Linked DNA regions of Mus musculus: region 2 is linked to region 1. Evidence: chromatin contacts called from public promoter capture Hi-C data. All regions are on one chromosome and are shown on one strand. Each heading gives the region's core, a stretch centred on a gene start, on an enhancer-like site or on the middle of the called end of the contact. The rest is flanking DNA. Distances are from core to core; before and after follow the strand shown. Region 1 has its middle 16 kb from the start of Clec12b. Region 2 holds the start of Clec7a (C-type lectin domain family 7, member a).

Region 1 (2,743 bases), core at 117-2,616:
GGGATGTGAGAGACTCCCAGGACTGATTGGGAGTGACCTTAGTTGAAGTATCCAACAGTGGGAAGATGGAACATGAAGAGACCTTCTCCAGTAGTTAGACAGGGACCCCAGTGGAGAGATAGGGACACCACCCCACCTTCCAAATTTTTCACCCAGAATTATTCCTGTCTGAAAGAAATGAGGGGACAAAAACAGCAGAGATTGAAGGAAAGGCCATCCAGTGACTGGCTGGCCCAACTTGGGATTCATGAAAGAGTTAGGGGAAGGACTGAAGGAGCTAAAAGGGATGGCAACCCCACAGGAAGACCAACCGTGTCAACTAACTCGGACCTCTGGAAGTTCCCAGAGACTAAGCCACCAACCAGAGAGTATACTCGGGCTGGGATGTTCTCTGAGGCCTGTCGCACATATGTAGCAAAGGACTGCCTTGTCTGGCTTGAATATAAGGTGGTGGGGTTGGGATGGGGAAAGCACCCTTTCAGAGGCAAAGAGGATGGGGTAAGGAACTCTGGGAGGAGAGACCAGGTCGAGGGCAACATTTGGGATGTAAATAAATAAATAAATAATAAATAAATAAATAATAAATAAATAAATAAATAAATAATAATAAATAAATTAATTAAAAAGACTTTTACGTTGTATCAGACTTTTTTCTTGTATGATACAATGATATATCCTAGTAAAACCTGTTATTTGTTTTCAGACAGGATTTTGCCATATAATTCAGGTGAGGCTCAGTCTTGTGTTTGTTCCCATTCATTGGCTTGAACTCATGGTCCTCGTGGGTTTTTTGCTTATTTGTTTGTTTGTTTTTTAAGCCTAAAATAAAGCTTTTCCTGAAGACAAGTTACTATCAAATCATCACAGCAAAGACATGCCTAAGAGCAGGAGACAAAGACAAGATGAAGAGGCACAGAGTGATTTTCGATTTTCTGAAGAAATTCTCTCCTCTCTCTCTCTCTCTCTCTCTCTCTCTCTCTCTCTCTCTCTCTCTCTCTTACACACACACACACACACACACACACACACACGCACACACACACACACACATTATCTCTCTCCCTACCCCCCAGCCCCCATTTTTAGAAATAAATAAGCAGACAGAAATATTACATCAAACCTAAGAGGTAGAGGATTCCCACAGGAGTTTACTCATGGGGGTAATGTTCTCAGAAACACAGTTGCTTAATTGGAAATAATGGCCTTTTTTAAATCAGTTCCTCCCGAGTTTGTTTTGTTTCTGCAGAGCTTTCAATTCCAACTGATAAAGAATGAGAAACATGAACAGGCATGGATGCTATCTTTGTCTGCCTCATTTCTGGGCAACATCTCACAGGGGACACAGGAAAAATAAAAATAACCCACATACAGCAGCCCCAGATCTGGGAATTCCCTGGGCTGCCCTCCACCTGCCGCTGACCCCTTAGCCCCTGCTCCCTCATCCTGGATACCTGGTGCATGGCTGCATGAAGAATGTCTTTGTCCACACTCTGATGATTTTCCTAGAATAAGCGGGAGATAGAGAAGAAAAGATTTGTCCCAATTTGCTCCCTATTTCTGGAATAAATTAGATGCTATGACCAAAAGGTCATGGTTTATTTCCCTTATAGATTACAAAACCCAAAACAGGAACTTGAAAGTAAGAGCTGAAGCAGAGCCATGGAGAGTGCAGCTAACTTGATTTCATTCCCAGGCTTGCTCAGCTTGTTTTTAATACAACCCAAGAGCAGGAGCAGCACCTCCCCGGTGAGATGGGCTCTTCCACATCAACCGCACACAAGAAAACACCTCACAGACTTTCCTATACAGGCCAATCTTACGAAGGCATTTTCTCAGCTAAGGTTTCCTTCCCAGACGACACAGACTTGTGCCCAGGTGACAAAGAAAACAAACCAAACCTAACCAAACAGAACAAAACAAAACAAAACAAAACAAGTACAGTGTTGAACATCTCCTTGCAAGAAAAGCATCAGTGGTGAGAACCACTCAGAGCACTCTGTGGGTCGGGGCACAGACTAGAAGGACTGAGGGGTTCTATCGTTCAAGGACCCACAGGGAATGGTCCTAGAAATAACAGCTATATTTATATTTAATTGGTATTCACTCGACACCTCCTTTGTATATCTCATTTGTTTCTTACACACTCACACACACAAAATGCTGGGGAAAAGAGGATCTTTAAAATCATATATGTATATATACATATATATGATATATATGTATTAAGTATATATTATATATAGTGTTTTATTTACTATTTTTATAGATTTATTTATATACTATATAAATGTATGGTATTATTTACATGTACATGTATATATAAACATATATATGCATATGAACATATAGATACTTTTTGCTGTTGACTCAAAGGCTGCGGGGCTGCACACATCTGTGGGGGACAGTGTGACATTTCTGTTTAATGACCTGACAAACAGTTGTCACATTCATCACTTCATATCTATCACTGATTTATGTTAAGAACATCCAAAATCTCTACTAGATTTTTGTTTTGTTTTGTTTTGTTTTCGGTTTTTCAAGACAGGCTTTCTCTGTGTAGACCCGGCTCTCCTGGAACTCACTTTGTAGACCAGGCTGGCCTCAAACTCAGAAATCCACCTGCCTCTGCCTCCCGAGTGCTGGGATTAAAGGAGTGCACCACCACACCCGGCTCTACTAGATGTTTTAATTATAGAATTCGTTGCCAACCATAGTTATGTCATGTGCTATTGAGTATTAGCAG
Region 2 (2,743 bases), core at 154-2,653, 100 kb after region 1:
TATTTTCTCTATGCCTTTGTTTTTATTTATTTTTTTTATTTCCAAGTTTTGAAATTAGATCAATAGTACCTTCAAATACTGTTGCTGGGACTGAGCACTTTAGTTTACGCAGCATACGCATATAAGCCATGCCCCTTCCCTCAATCAATTTTTAGACTATTTTCCAAGCAAATTTCACAAGAGAGTGATTGTGTAAGTGGTTATAAATAATTGCATAATGTGAACATCAAAAAGCGGAAGAAAACAAACTGACATTAGAACCCGTCAGTCATCTCTTCCTTTAAGTTAACAGCGAACTGATTTTTGTTTTAAGCTGATGATACCAACAACAGAAAGCCAAGTCATAGAGCTGCCCAATAGGTGACCCTGAAAGAGACTAAAACACTCACTCCGTGTTAGGACTTTAATGTCCTTTATTCTTGTCTTGTTTCCGTTTTAATATCTATCTCCTGATAATGAGACATTTTAATGTAGCTTGTGTTTTCCATAGCTGACATACTAACATCTCGTTTTATAAAATCCAAATTAATCTCTTACCAAAAGAGCATAGCGGATTTGGGATTTACACCCCATGACTCCTGGCTTCTCTTTGGGTTTAACCAAAGATGCATTCATTTTTATTTCCCACACACTCCTCTATGGTTGCATAGAGGACCATGACTTTAGCATACTGTGTTGTATGATTGTACAGGTTGTTCGTTTATCTGTTTCCTGGCCCCCTCACAAGTTGCTAAAAAACAAGGAAAAAGCAACTCTACTAAAATTCTTTCATCTTTCTCTTTTACTCATGTTACCAGTGCTACCTCTGACTGTAGAGTAGAGTAGTCCTGTTTTCTGCCATAAACCAAAAGCAATTTGTGGAAGTCGTTGATGACTTCCAGCAGTCTTTAAAACTATACACACACACACACACACACACACACGTGTGTGTATACATGTATATATATATATATATACATATATATATATATATATATACATATATATACATACATACATATATATGTGTGTATACATGTATATATATATATATACATATCATATACATACCACATATACCAAATATATATCATACACACACGCATATATGAAAATATATTTTTGTAGGCAGTTCTACAAATCAAGAATCTCTCCAGGTCTCTACTTCTGTTATTTCAGTTAATGAGAACAAAGGTGCTGTTAGCAGAAAGAAAATGGATACCTTTCTCTGATCCCCTGGGCCTTTTATGGATGTCTTGAGTGCTGAAGTCTAATTGAGTATATCCATCTTCATCCAGATTCTCTATATGAGAGTGATATTTCATTGCTTCACAGGGCCCTAGGTAGGCAGAGCACTTGAATGTTCTTTACTATAAAATAACTGCCAGGATGAGGCTCACTAACCCAAACCCTGAAACAGCCCTTTGCGAGGTTCATGGAGCACAGCTTAAGTAGTCAAGCCAGTGCCCAAAGCAGGAAATGAAAACGCGTTGGAGTAATTTCCCTTTTTTCCTCTAGATCCTGTTTCTGAGGCTGTAACTTCTGAAGAAAACTGAAATGCTGTATGATGCATGACTGTCGTTTTAGATCAACTGTATGACTGATCCATTGACTACAGTCTTAAAAGACATTGGTTACACTCCCCATTGAAACTGACACGATTAATTGGTATGGCCTACATAAACTTTTAAGCAGTTTGAGTGTCTTGAATTCGACACTGGCTTGTTAGAACTCTGATTGCATCCCCACATCCTTTCATGTGTTCATGCCATCCATTGTAGTAAATACTCTATAACTGCCTGGAGTCGGCAGCATTGGCGGAAGGCTCTCCACAAGGAAATTTATTGCCTGATGGAGGAATCACAGCTGAGCATCCAAAGTACATCACTCCAGCGACACAAAGCGAATGATTCTCTTGGAGGTTTATCATGGAGTAGAAATAGATAGGCGCAAACATTTACTGGGAATGATTCTGCCTTAGTTACTTCACAGCACACCCGCATTCTCATTCTGTCGCCCTCTCTAAGAATTACGCTTTAGCACATATTAGCATTACTATTTTCAAATAAGGAGAAGAAGACATGGATACTCGAAGATGGAAATTTCAAAACTAGAACAAGGGACTAGAACAAAGTCTACTAAGTTTTTAAGACTTGGAATTACTTACTGTTGCACTGGCTTCATTCTTCTGGACTCTTATGATACATATAATAGCCTGAAACATAAAAATAAATTCTCATTCTCTCTCTCTCTCTCTCTCTCTCTCTCTCTCTCTCTCTCCTCTCTTGCAATTCTCAGATTAACAAAAAATGATCAAATAAGTACAGTTTTGAAACAACCATCACTTGATTACTGCTGTAAGTCAACAAGGAGAACATCAAAGAAATGAGAATAGACTTAGTTTAAGGATATGATTGAATTGGAGAAGAAGGTTTTCCATGAATGGAAGTCAGAGTCCACAAAACAAAATTTGAAGACTTTTTCAAGGCTAGAGTGTGCTAATAAAAAAAAAGCTGCAATACTAAAGGGATAGCTAGAGTGAGTCTTCATCAGGACTTGTCAATTGGCACTTATTAAACTAAGAAACTCCTCATCTTTATGACTTGAGGCAGTGGCACACCTGGAAACAATGCACTCTCCTCCAATTCCCAGAGACTGTGAGGAAGAGCAAGGACAATCATCCTCGAATGTTTGCCCTTGAGGAGACTGTTCAGGGTGGTGGACTTCTCATGCCAGAGAAAAGATACTATATTGCAAATCCCAA

Evidence for each region. Promoter capture Hi-C pulls out the DNA fragments that hold promoters and counts their contacts.
Region 2: a promoter capture Hi-C map of liver shows a contact between it and region 1. The contact joins the promoter of Clec7a here to the enhancer-like site in region 1. A contact is called at or near these places in 8 of 39 promoter capture datasets (the C10 cell line, the HPC-7 cell line, cranial neural crest and 5 more), 15 of 484 Hi-C or Micro-C datasets (the AML12 cell line, B cells, CD8 T cells and 10 more), 3 of 115 datasets of contacts at active chromatin or transcription factors (VIP interneurons, bone marrow-derived macrophages and embryonic stem cells) and 4 of 9 other capture datasets (adipose tissue, liver, macrophages and 1 more).

What each region holds. Positions count from the first base shown.
Region 1 is chr6:129,368,240-129,370,982 of GRCm38.p6, forward strand. No RefSeq gene overlaps it. Among named protein-coding and RNA genes, the nearest start is that of Clec12b, 16 kb to the right of the region's middle. Within about 2 kb of position 1,367, at least 10 of the 459 cell types and tissues checked have an H3K27ac peak or open chromatin away from gene starts, as enhancers often do. A contact at or near this core is called in bone marrow-derived macrophages and liver, where this site is marked.
Region 2 is chr6:129,471,382-129,474,124 of GRCm38.p6, forward strand. Clec7a (C-type lectin domain family 7, member a) reads right to left here and starts at 1,404. Exons shown (of 5, transcript NM_001309637.2): 1 at 1,202-1,404. The coding sequence starts at 1,304. All of the region lies in intron 2 of Gm45969 (a long non-coding RNA gene), which reads left to right.